Linked DNA regions of Gossypium hirsutum: region 1 is linked to region 2. A link is a contact called in public Hi-C data. All regions are on one chromosome and are shown on one strand. Each heading gives the region's core, a stretch centred on a gene start, on an enhancer-like site or on the middle of the called end of the contact. The rest is flanking DNA. Distances are from core to core; before and after follow the strand shown.

The links. A called contact is a pair of places that touch in the nucleus more often than the background predicts.
Region 1: a Hi-C map of leaf shows a contact between it and region 2, with 5 times the contacts expected there. The contact joins the enhancer-like site here to the promoter of LOC107941328 in region 2.

What each region holds. Positions count from the first base shown.
Region 1 is chrA06:3,497,899-3,505,116 of Gossypium_hirsutum_v2.1, forward strand. LOC121230300 (phosphoglycerate mutase-like protein 1) reads left to right here and starts at 6,118. Exons shown (of 10, transcript XM_041114872.1): 1 at 6,118-6,281; 2 at 6,918-6,981; 3 at 7,065-7,172. The coding sequence starts at 6,940. Within about 2 kb of position 2,088, at least 1 of the 9 cell types and tissues checked has an H3K27ac peak or open chromatin away from gene starts, as enhancers often do. A contact at or near this core is called in leaf, where this site is marked.
Region 2 is chrA06:3,327,128-3,334,029 of Gossypium_hirsutum_v2.1, forward strand. It overlaps LOC107941328 (disease resistance protein RGA2), which reads right to left and starts at 2,170. Exons shown (of 2, transcript XM_016874885.2): 1 at 1-2,170. The coding sequence starts at 1,844. It overlaps LOC107941323 (putative F-box/kelch-repeat protein At4g35120), which reads right to left and starts at 6,754. Exons shown (of 2, transcript XM_016874880.2): 1 at 5,714-6,754; 2 at 5,170-5,590. The coding sequence starts at 6,697. The coding sequence ends at 5,720.

The DNA.
Region 1 (7,218 bases), core at 838-3,337, 170 kb after region 2:
GGAGAGTTTATACTAAATATACGAAGGTGAAACCATAATTATCTACAAGTGTCGTGAATGTATATATGATCAATTAGCGACCTATGCGTGTGTCACGACTTAGCATTTTGGGCTATCTTGTAACATTGTATTTGAATTATCCTGTTTAATTATCTACAAATAGACCTGCTCATGGGTTAGGCTATCCGGCTCATCTCGAAGGCCCGCCCGAAATGTGGGAGGATTTGGGTAAAAATATAGGCCTGAAAAATGGGCTTGGACAAAAAAATAAGACCTGTTTAAAAAATAGGTCGGGCCTCGGGTAAGGTATTTTTAGCCCGGGCCCGGCCTGAATTCACTAAATGACAAAAAAAATCTGCCATTTTCTTTTTTGTTTTTTAATGTTATTTTCTTGTTGTTTTCTCGCTATTTTGCTACTATATTACTATTAGTTGCTACTATTTTGTTGTTATTGTTTGGATATTGTATAAAACTTATTTTATTATTAATTTTGTTATTATTTTAAAGGTATTTGTTAATTTTGTTATTATTTTAAAGGTATTTGCTTGTTAAGTTGCATCTATCTTAGTGCTATTTAAGTCTACATTTTTTTAAAATTTATTTTCAATTTGTTGGAAAATATTTGTTTTGATTTTTTTAAATATTTTTGATGTATTATATATATTTAAAAATTATATAAAATAATATAAAAATAAATACGGGCGGGCTGGGCCGAGCCCAAATTTTAGTATTTTTATTTGGGTCGGGCTCAACTAAAATTTTAGGCCCATTTTTTGGGCCCGACCCGGCCCGAGCCCAATGAATGGGCCTAAAATTTTAGTTGAGCCCTGCCCGAACCCGGCCCGGCCCATGAGCACCTCTATGGACCACAAATTCATTACTTAATAGATTCAAATTCGGAATTTCCTATCACAAAAATTTAAAAATAATCATAGATTTGTAAAAAGACAATTCTAATTTAAATCTTACGACATCATTTACAGGATATATTGTTAGACAAAACACGTTAGCGAACAAAAATGTATAAATATAAATAAACAAATATTTATAGATAAAAAATAAAATAAATTGAATAATTTATATTTAAATTATCAGATATGAAAAACCAATAAATAACATAATAAAAACCAGGAATAAAAAAGAAGAAACAAGTTTTACTAAATGTTGAGACCTGTTTTACACAGTTTTCTTAAGACAGATTTGGCTGCTCCTACAGTACTTGGAGAATGTTTGGTTGAATGTCTCCTAGGATACAACAACATGATGATCGAAACAATAGCATCTCTGCAATGATCAACGGACAAACGGTGCCTTTTTTCTATCACTGGATGTTGGAAAATATAGAGAGGAAAAGAGAAGAATTTTGGAGAAAAATAATCTCGGTATGAGAGTGAGCAAAAAATTCTAAAGAAGTCTTAGCCTTTTATAGACATTCAAAGTGGGGGAGTTTTTGGAAATATTCATGTATAACGAGACAAAATCTGCATTAAAGGGGCAATTAAATCAATTTGATTAAAATAAATTTTACGTTGGGCTAAATATCCAAAAACCCATTATGGGCCCAACCAATCCAAACATTTCGCATCGCTTACATTATGTGAACAAGCCCCAACCCTGATAGGTTTGGATCTACACCCCCTCTATGTGTAAGACAAAGTTCCAAGCTTAATCATTCAATTGCCTTTTAAGTGAGTTCTCATACATATACACATCTCACACTTGGTATTAATCAATATGGATCTAAGCTTTTCTTTTCCTTAACAAATATTTCTAAGTAGCTTACTTTGAGCATCAATTTCTCATTCATCACTTAATCATTTTGAACATATGATATACCGTTATAAAGGTCTCATAGAGTAAAATATGAAATCATAATTTTATAATTATTCAACTCTCCACCTTTACCTATTAAAAATATGCCTCACAGTTTCCATAAATTACAATTTTTCCAAACACATATGAATTGGTACCTCAATATTGACCTCAATATTGAAAAAGAAAACTAGAAAAGCAAGGGGTGGGCTTTTATTAAAGTTCAATGTCATGTTTTTTGATAAATGTTCTATCCATACAGCTACACCAACTATCAATTTTCACGTGCACTTTACCCTTACCTATCTTCTTCTTCATCTTTCTTCACTTTGTTCACGTGTATAATACATTGTCCCAACTTTTTACCTTTTTGAATTTGCTTAGTAAAGTGGAAATTTGAAAGACTTTCTATAAGTTTGTTTGGTAGGAGAGATGAAAAAATGGAAGGAAAATAACAATGCATATTAAAAATACATGTGTTTAAAAATAAATATTAATGAGGAACAGCTGTACCTGTTTGACTGGAGTAAAGATAGAATTCTAATTCCTGTTTGATTTCGTTTTTTGAATTTATGGGCCAACTAGTAGCCCAATTTCATTCTATTTTCTTGGGACCAATTAGTTGGGTTTAACCCAATGGATTTTAATGTGTTACTGTTTTTAAATTATATTCCAAAAAAAAACATATAATAAATAATTAAATGTAAGATTTGAAATTAATAATAATAACAACACATATACAATATGTACGAAATTTAAACACATAAATACATAAGATAAACAATACTAAATGCATTATAATTATTTATCATGATTTTGTCATCATTTGTGAGTTAGCATCGAGTTGATTTGTGACACCAACTCAATTAACAATATTATCAATATATACAACTAATGGAGATAATAAATTATGCATATTAAAATAAAAATGCATAAAATATATCAAAATGAAGTTTTGGTTGAATGGTAAATTTAAAATTTTACTAATTCAATTGGTGCGAGTTTAAATATCACATATTCATATTTTCATTGGTTTTTGTTAAAATGAAAAGACTAATATATCCTCATATTTTCATAATTTTACTAATCAAGTTGGTGACTTGGTTGAGGGTGAAAACAACTTAGTAAAACACTTAATAAATAGTATTGATATATAACTAATGGAGATAATAAATTATGCATATTAAAAGAAAATTGCATAAAATACATTGAAATGAAGTTTTGATTGGACGATAAATTTAAGGTTTTACTAATCATTTGGCGTGAGTTCAAATTGGGCCATATGCCTATTTTTATTCATTTGTGTTAAATGAAAAGACTAATATGGTTTTTTTTATTTGTTTTTGTTTAAAAATAGAAAAAAAAAGAAAAAAAAACATTTGAAAAATGCGTAACTTTGAACTAACATACACATGTTTCTCCTTTCTCTCCTCTCATCTTTTTAAATTTGCCTCTAAATCCTTTTTGTGGGTGTGGTATGTGTGAGTGGTGTGGTATATTTCCGCCATATATGTGAGTACTAGTTTTCTAATTCTAAATTTAAAAAAAATATAAGTTTAGAGAATATAACATATATTTAAATGATATAATTACTCTTTATGTATGGTATCATTTAAGTTTTTTAGTGATGTTTTTGGTAAATTCAATGACTGAATTGATGCGATACAATATAGGAAAATGGAATGATAATATTTTTACAGTATCTCATTCAAAGGTGATCGACTTAGGACCTTTGTGTAAGCAAACTCTCTCTTTGAAAAGTAGTGTAGTGACATTAGAGGCTTCTATAGTTTAATTGCAAGGGTTGAAATGGGCCAGTTTCTAGAAACGGTTAACCACAACCAAAATTGAACCCATACCTCGTTGTGTTTGTGGCAATCCGAGCATAAAGTCTGTAGTAAATCTTGCCAAATATGCTCAGGAACTGGTAAAAGGGTGTAAATGCTGGCATTTTGAGTTTGCCCTTTATCAGTTTGGCATGTATAGCATTGTTTAGCCAATCTACCAACATCTCACTTCTATTGAGACCAATAATACGTTTCTTCCACAACAACAATTGTTTTATCTCTTCCAAGGTCATGTAAATCCTAGATAACTTTCTCACGCAAAGAAGTTCGAGGAAGGCAAAGCTTATTTCCTTTCATAAGGAAACCTTTGTAAATGTGGAACTCACCGTTGGCATGCTTATGCTTATATTGTAACATTCCTCGCCCGACTCGATTGTCAGGTTCTAGTTATGGAATGCAACATTCTTTGTCGTACCAACTACATTTAATTTACAAAAAAAAATATTCACATACATAATAATTCAAAACCAAGCATATTCATTTATGGTTAAACAATCAAAATCGAGCATATGAAAGCTCTTTTATAGATCGAGCACGAAATAGGACCAATATGTAATGAAAATCATGCGATAGAATATGATCATATTAGGAGAGCAGATTTTGTCTCAAAGAGATTAATGGTATCTTATGAGGGTAACATACATTTATGAAAAAGTTATTGGACGAACACTTAATAAAGTAGTCTTTATAATGGTATATAATAAGGGAGAGTTCAATCATTGTATTATAGTGGAATGAATTTATGATTAATTAAGTTGTAATTAATAGAGAAAATACTGAAACTTAATTACATATTATTCAAGCCCTAATTATATATGTCCAATCGGTCCCTCCACTAGATCGAGATAACTCGAAACAAATTGAATGTAGATCGCATGTATCACTATTCGCAATGAATACATTTTCTCGTTAAATACAAAAGATGACTTAAAATTTAATTTAATTTCTTTGAATTATTATTGTAATTAAATAATTGAAATTTGTAGTGAAAATTATATTAGTTAGTCATCATAAGATTTGTTGGATGAGACAATTAAATTAATTTCATCATGGAATCCAATACGGTAAAATTACCATGACTTTAATGAAATTAGAATTGGATTGAGAAAATAATTTAATTAAATTAATCAATTAATTAATATTTAGGAAATAAAAAATAACTATTCAATTGGATAATTGAAACTTAACAAAATGTATTATTTATTTTTTTAAAAATAGATTTTATATAATACTTTAATTTTCAACTGATGATGTAGTACAATCTCAAAGTTACACATCATCACTTTTTTTACATAATCAAACCTCATCAGGGGTGGATCCAGGGGGGTTGGCAAGGGCCCGGCCCCATAAAATGAAAATTTTTCTATTTAGGCCTTTTAAATTTATAAAATTTTAAATTAATAATAGTAAAATTGTACTTTGGCCCCCCAAAATGATAAAAATTGATTTTATCCTCTAAAAATTATAAAGATATAAGCTATTAAAATAGTGAAGTTGCACTTTTACTATCGTAAAAATATACAATTTAATTTTGACTCTCCTCCAAAATATTTTCTAGGTTCGCCCCTAAAATGCTAATATAAGTTGGCCCCCTTAAGTCATATTTCTGGATTCGCCATTGAACTTCATGTATTAAAGTGGACTTAGTTACCAAGTTCAAGTATCAAACACAATATATATATATACAAACAGAGAAAGGATTGTATGAAACTGTGATTTCAAATCATCCCTATCTCTTTCCAATAAGAGAATGACAAATTTGATTTTTCCTCCTAATTTTCAATATTTTTAGTTGGATTTGAATTTTTTCAAGAGGAAAAACCTGAAAATCAGGAGGAAAAATTTAATTTGTCATTCTCCTATTGAAAAAGGGATAGGGATAACGTAAAATTACAGTTTCATATAATCTCTTCTCTATACCAAAATATGACTAATTACCAAGTTCAAGGGTCAAAATTTACATTAACCTAAATTTAAATTCAATATAGCTCTTAATAAAGCTAGCTCAATGACATCAAAATTAGTCACATATTATATAATAAATATAGATATAGATATAGATAGGCTACCAACCCCGACCTAGTGATAAAAACATTATGTTGTAAAATTTCCAAACTACCCATCCACTACCATCTATATTCATATACATATACATATACATATTTTAAAAAAATAAAAGGGTAATTATTCTATTCATTGTTAGCGAAGTAAAAAAATTTCACAACTGAGTTTAAGACGATGTTAAGTGTTATTTTTTAATTCTTTAATTATTATTTTATTATAACCCGAAAATAAATGTCATCAATCCAAATCTAGTGGAATTTTTTCTGACAATATTTAAAATAATTATCCGTATTTTAAATAATAAAAATAGAAAAAGATACTCTCTCTTTCCTTCTTCCCCCAAATGTTTTATTATTGTTACTTAAGAATAATCAAGTTAAAAAAAAAAAAAAGTAAATGTTTCAGCCGACTCCCAGCGGCATGAGCAGTGACCAGTTTTAACGTTCTAAGTTCAGACATCCGACAATCATGCCCATATAAGTTGTTGAAAATGTTATAAATTTCCTCCCTCAACTAATATCTTTTTAGCTCCTTACCCATTTCCTCGTTATTTCTCTGGTATTAAACAACAACATTTTTTTTTTTGCTTTAGTTTCTTTGAATTATATTACATATAATATTTAAAAGCCCATGTGGAAATTTTATGTTTTATTCATTTTTTTGTCAAGTCTGGTTTTGATTATTTACAACTTTTTCTAAGCTTTGGAAAAATACAAAAACCTTCTTCTTTGCTTTCTTTAGTTTCTTGTTTATCTATTTAATATTTCTGGGTTATTTACCAGGGAAATTTCCTTTAAGGATCATAGTTCCTTTCTTGGTCTTTTGGTCGTCAACTAGGTCTCTTTTTGTGACAAATATTCTACTTCTAGAGAAACCGTATTATTTTTCATTTTTTGGTTTTAGATTTCTATGCATGATGGTCAATTCTGATGCACTGAAATACATACATACATACATATATGGTGTACCCTCAAGCTTTTTTGTTTGGTTAGGTTAGACATAAATTTCGAGAGTAGTTAGCTTAGAGTTTATCTAAGCAAAAAGAAAAAGATATCTTTTTATATTTGTCCGTGGGACTGCGCCAACGGATTAAATTGAATAAAATTTAGCAGCTTGGTCTTATTTTCATGGGGTAGCCATTATAAATAACCCAAAATTTACCTTCCATATTCATTTATCCTTTCTTCTCTGCAGGTTATCTTGTATATTTGCAGTAATGGAAAAAATTCCCTCTGGCGCTTGTAAAACTCTTCATCTGGTTTGTGCTCAGTTTCTTTTAATATTTTTAAAGCAATTTGTTGAAGAATATAATTTAGTGTTTATTTATGTACGAACGTTCAGGTAAGGCATGCACAAGGAATGCACAATCTAGAATCAGAGAAAAGTCGAGATCCATTAACATCCTTTGAGTTTTTTGATGCTCAACTCTCCTCTCAGGGCTGGCAGCAGGTGATATTTTTCTCCAAGTATTCGCATTATTAGATAAATTTACGCT
Region 2 (6,902 bases), core at 920-3,419:
AGCTCTCCACCAAGGTTTAGATTTTGCAGCTGGTTAAGATGTTGACCTTCACCATTTCCCACAATAAACGTATGCAATGTTCGAAGGTACTCGAGTTTTCCTATCCAAGGGGGCATTGTAACGAGTCTTTCACAGCCATTTATCATCAAATGTCTCAGTTTATACAATTTGACTATATCACATGGTAGTGCAGTGAGATTATAGCAATCGGAAAGGTTCAACACTTGCAAGTTACGAAGGTTGCAGATACCTTCCGGTAAATTTTCAATATGGGTGTTAGAGATGTCAAGATATCTCAAAAATATAGTGGAAGAAATCGAATCATGCAGCTTTTTTATGCCACTACCACTTAAATCCAGGACCCTCAAATGTCTAAAACTTGAAAAAATTTCACTAGGAACTTCTCCGAGGTCACCTTTTGGGAGCAATAAGAGGAGCGATCGTAACTTTTTTGCTGCATACAGAGCTTCCGGGACTGTATATAAGTTGAAATTACAAACCACCGTTGAATGACGAACTTCAGATAGATCTTCTGTCATATTATCATGCTCCAACCTCTTGAATTCATGTCCCACTATTGACTGTGCAAGATCATGAATAAGATCATGCATCTTGCAATCTGTTATGTAGCCACTTCCACTCCTTTGAATGTCTTGAAAGAAAAACATCCATACCAAATCCTCGAAATATTCATTTCCCAAATATTTTAACGACCTTCTTCCTTCCGGTGATTGAATTACACCGGCTGCAATCCACAACTGGATTAACTTCTCTCGTTTTATTATGTAATTCCTAGGAAATATCGCACAGTAAGCGAAGCAAGCTTTCAAATGTGATGGTAAGTGGCTATAACTCAATCTTAAGGCCGGTAAAATTCCATTTTCGGTTTGGGATACATCCCAAAGATCACTCTCTTGAACAATCAACCACTCTCTTTCGTTTCGTTTGAATCGCATTAAGCTTCCTAAAGTCTTAGCAGCTAAAGGCACACCACCACACTTCTTGACAATTTGCTTGCCGATAGGAAACAAATTGTGATGTTCCTTTCCGTTACTTCCAAAAGCTCGTTGCTTGAACAAACCCCAACAATCATCATCTGATAAACCTTCCAATTGATGTGTGTACACCGATTCCATTATCAATGCCACTTTTTTACTACGTGTAGTGACGACGACTCTACTCCCTTCCACACCATTTCTCAACGACATCCGTAAATTCTCCCATTCCCCGTCGTCTTCATTCCAAATATCATCCAACACTAACAAGTATCTCTTCCCGAGAAGCAACTCTTGTAATCTAAGCTGCAATACATCCATCCCCAAAACATCACATCTGCTTTTACTAACAGATTCTATAATGGAAACCATGATTTTCCCAACATCAAAATCATCATTAACACAAACCCAAATCTTCAAATCAAAATACGATACGACTATGGGATTATTATACACTAATTGAGCAAGTGTTGTCTTCCCAATACCACCCAAACCAACAATGGAAACAACTGATACATCCCCCATTGAAGACCCATTATTGCTTGATAATAATTCTTCTATTACCCTAACTTTATCCTTTTCTCTCCCAAAAACCTCTGATTCAACTATAAAAGACCCAGTTTGCCTTACCCCTCTTTTTCTAATACCCTTATTACTCAAATTGAAACTAGACATTTCTTCAGCTAAAACCTGTAATGTCTCCTTGATTTGTTTTAATCTGGGTAATAAATCTATACAATCAGCTGCTTTTACCAAAGAAGGTATAAAAGAACGTACCTGTTGAGCAATGGTACTATGGTCCCTATATTGAATAGATTGAAGAGAGAATTCATCAAGCAAATCTTCCATATCATAAGCAACTTCTTTAAGTTCAGTTAACCAAATTGTGAGATAACCAAATTGTGAGAGCTTTATTGGTTAATTGTTGTTCTTCAGCATCTGCAAGTACTGCTTGAATTATAAATAAGATTCTTTGAAGCTTCTTTACCTCTTTTTTGAGGCCAAGACTGTTGGCAATCTCGTTTATTAAAGGGTTGGCCAATTTTTCAAAGACTACTTGTAGAAGAGGAGATACAACTACGTCGGCCATTAGTGAAAAAATATTGAAACAACTGGAGATGATGGTTTTCAATGATGATTGTTCATATTTGGTGCTATCAAGAGAGAAGGAATTGACACTTGTCGGGGAAACGTTTAATTTTGGTAAAATTTTGATGTTAGACGCTGTATTTTGAGTATGATATGGATTTACTAACTTTAATTTAATTTGATCAATTTTAGTCCTTATATTCATGGTTATATGAACCAGATCGGATCAAGACTCTACCAAGGTATTAGTCTGGAAAAAGACTTTAGACCGGTTGAGCCATGAGCTGATATAAAGTTGTTGAATTGATTTTTAATATTTTTATAAATTTGTTAATGATTTATTTAATTGAACCACCCAGACTGCGAATTAGTAGCTTGATCAGTTCAACCACCAGACCGATTCTGAAAAGCTTGCATGTGCTTTTAAAATTTGTCGATTTTAGTCCTTGTCTTTTCAAATATTGAAACTTTAGTCTTGACCAAATAGTAACAGTTAAATCTATTTGGTTAAATTCTACTATTAATCTTGTATTATGTGTAAAGTTGTAGTTTTAGTTTATGTTCTTCAATTGTATTATTCTTAGCTGCTATATTTTTTAATTCCGAAAGTTCAATCTTAATGCAAAACGACAAAAGTTAAATCTATTAACTTATTTTTTTGTGAATAATATATAGAAATAATAAGTTGAAATCAAGTTACACATGCAATAATACGGTTGTTGCATCAAATTTTGAAAATAAAATAAATGACTTTAGTAGCTACCATTTGGGCAAAGCCAAAATTTTAAAAATTCTAAAAGTATAAGTACTGAAAATGACCAAATTGAAATATAGGGACTAAATCCATAATTTAAGCATAATATAGGGACTAATAGCAGAATTTATCCTATAAATTTTCTGTGGCGTAGGGAAGTGGAGACTTTTGGTTGGAATTGGAAGACTTGATGAGCCGCCACGCCATTGCTATCTGGTTCCCAGTTTCCTGGCTACTTCCAAGTAATTATGTGAATTAATAAATTACATGACTAACTTATTCATAAAAGTCAACAATTTAATTTTGAAATAAGTAATTTTATAAAGAATTAGATGATCTCACATGGTGAAAAAATCTGGCACCAGGACATGAGGATGCAGCTTCAAGGGTTACCCCACCGGAGCAGAAAGGATAGACGAGGAGTGTGGCCAGAAGGAATGGACGTAGCTTCCCTCATCCATATGGCCAGAAGGATGCAACTTCAAGTTGCCAAAGGAAACATATCGGGAATGGAGGATCTGCATTAATTTAAGAGCTATATGAGGAACACGAGAGCCTCTGATACCCTCAAGTGCAAGTTGTTTCCCCTCATCCATATGCATAGAGACACATTGGCACTTAATTTTTATCTCAATTTGTGACTGCAAATACATGACTGGAAGTCATCAACTCCTCCATGTCTGCATAGCAGTGGTATAGTTTCTTCGACTAATGTTGGTAGGATACTCCAATTGTGAAAGTGTGTTACATTGGCAGTGTCGTGAAAGCCTTTCAACAAATTGGAATTGGACAAGCAGCAAGTAAAGAAGGCTAACTCCCATCTAGGGTTTACTAATCAAAGCAATGAGGTGAAAGGGTCGATCATGCTTCTAGCCACTCTTGGGAAGGAGAACCAAGCATCAGCGTACATTGCTATTTTTAGGCGTCCACTGCTCAAAGCCTCAAAGTGGCCCTAACAACCTTCTGCATGCAGACAAAATTCCTCACCTCAAAAAGGGAACCAGAAGGATAGAGGCAGATAAGCATGTAGCAAGGCAGTGCCACATGGTGTCATTACAAATGGCATGAACCCAAGCAAACAAGGAACCATTTGGTGCCCCATAAATTTATGGCTTAAAATGATTTACTTATCAAAATTATTTTGATTCTCATCATTCTTATTGTGATTGTGATTGTCATTTCTTTACTTTAAATATTACTTTGTTGGGTAAACTACCTAATTAGTTGTTGAATTTTTCATATGTTTCTCTATTTTAATCATCAAATTTTGAAACTTCTCAATTTGATCATTAAACTATTCAAATTTATTTTTTAGTCACTAAGCCATTAAATCTGAAATGGATAGATTACGTGACTAGTATAAACTACATGAATAGTCACTAAACTATGAGAGTGTTTTTTAGACACCTAACTATAAAAAAAAATTGATTTAGCTATTAAAGTTTTCAAAATTAATTTTTTTAGTCACCATGCCTTTAAATTGATAACGGAAGTTTGATGTGACCTTTTTTTATTGACCTAATAACACTATTTTCAATTCAATATTTGTACATTCTATCAATTTAGTCTTAATTCTAAAAATAAATAAATTTGGCCCTAAAGATTCTTACTAGCATTTGGTGCTAGTGCTTGTATAAATAGTTTTGACATTGTCAATGTAAATTACACAATTCAAGCTAATCAAGTTATTCGGTATCCGAAAAATATAATAAAAAAATTCAAATTTTGAATTAAATAGTTCGAGTTATCTGGATCTACTCGAATAAAAAAATCATATTTTTCGATCTAACTCAAATATAAATTACACAATTCAAGTTATCTAAAAATCTGAATAAGAAAATACAAAACTACGCTGTTTTAATAAATGTTTACATTCTCTAAAAGTCAAAACCATTCAGTTTAAAGACAAAATTATATCGTTTTGATAAATGTTTACCCATTAAGTATAAATGATAAGATTGGTTAACTTGACTCAAATTTTTTTTACTCAATTCAATTAAAAAAATTTAAATTAAGTTCAATTGCTAAAATACGATTATCAACTCAATTAACCTGAATTCTTTTAAATCGATTCGACTCGATCGAATGCCCACCCACCCTTAATCAATACAGGTGTCTTTCTTATGCTCTTAGTAAGGCCCACCAGATAAGAACCAACCAATTCTGAAGAAAACAGATTTAAAATTAACGCAAAAGAATTATTCAATACAAAAATAATTTAACAGTAAAATATTGTACGAAAATGACATGTTTTCTATAATGATGCCGTCATTCCATTAATGACACCACCCAATCATCATTTAGCAACCATCAATTTAAAAAAAAATCGAGTGCACATAATTAAAATTTATTCAATTAGTTGTTTTATTCAAATATGACGAACAAAACAAGACATAAATATATAAATGAAGTTTTTATTTAATTTTAAAAATAAAAATAAAATATTAAAAGAAATTGATTATATAAAAAATCAAACTGGTGATATTATATATAGAAGGGACCTTAAAAGAAGTGAATAATAGTGAAAGGACTGCAAAATGAGAATAGTATATAGTCAGATGTTACTTTTGTAGTCTTTAACTTGTTTTTTTTTTTTTATGCTTCGTCAATGTGTTAGTCTGGGTATCCAAAAGAAAGTACCCAATTAGTTCAAAGTTTCAACCAAGATAATTGACAGTGTCTTCAAAGTTTTTCCTTCACCATCAACATGAGTCTTGACTCAATTCTATACACCATGCGTTCTGGCTGAGGCCTACAAGAGGAGGGGGAATCTTCATTTAGAGCAAACCAAATATAATTACAAGCAGCATTGGCAAATGCATAATCAGTCACTTATCAAGGGTATAAATAATTACGATATGAAGGGGGCTCTAACCTTCATTTAGGGCATCAATATTGTATGATTAACGGATCGAAATGAAGCAGAGGTTCTATCTCCGCCCACTGCAGCTGCATATATCCCTCCATGCCCGTTGCGGCACATTCTGAATATAAGGTACTCAAAACATTTAAGCGTACAGCTGTGCCAAACCATACACCACTTGTCATTGCCCAAATGAATCAGAGGGGGGCCCATAGGGGCACTCACTGGTTGATGTAATGAAAATTCTGTTAACCACTTGACCGGCAACCATTTCTTATCCTGCACATCATACGCCTTCCAAGAACAGATCTCGTAAGAAATCTCATGGAAAACATAAAGCACATTGCCCGCGATTCCCACTGTGGGAGACCAGTCAGGAAATTTTGGATCGAGGCAAACCCATGATTTATCATTATAGTTATAGGCGTAAAGAGATCTATATCTATCGCGAGAGAAGTGCACCAAAATCCGAGATCTGGAAGAATCTAGGAGAACAGGGCCACTTATTCCTGAATATTCCGCAATAGAAGGGACGCACAATGGAACCCAACTATCCCCACTTATATCGTAAACCTCGCCAAAACAATCACGAGATCCACGGAAGACGTAAATCTTTCCTTGTGGAGCAAGAGCCTCGGGAAGACTCCGACGGTACAGCATAGAAGTAACTTTTCTCCACGCACGTTCAGCGTGCTTAAAATCAAAGCGGAAAACATGGTTTAATGAACGAAAGATACTACCCCCAAGGATCTTTCCCCCAATGGCGTAAGCGTGGTTGCCACAGGTAACCACAGTGGGACCAAGAGGAACATCAGGTGGCATCGTACTCAAAACGTCAGAGATTTCACCTCTTTCCAGATCCAAAAAGCGCAAATCAGTCCTGCGTTGACCTTCGGTATCCCGCTGTGTCTTATCGAGGAAAAACAAGCCCTTGATCTCTCCATCTCGCTCTCGCGCATCAAAGTAACTCGAGCAATTACAAGAACTGCTGCTCATGGTTCACCGTCATGCTTTGTTTTCAGTTTTAGGGTTTACTTTCTAGGTAAAGGGACGATAGGCATGGCCTCTCGCTATAAATAGGAGTGTCGTTGGTTGGGTCAATCAGTTTTGCGGTTTTCATGGGCTCCACGTTGCTTGCAATCCGATCTGATGGCCCCGACCTTAGCATAGTTTAGCTTCTCTAGAACATTCTAATTTTGAG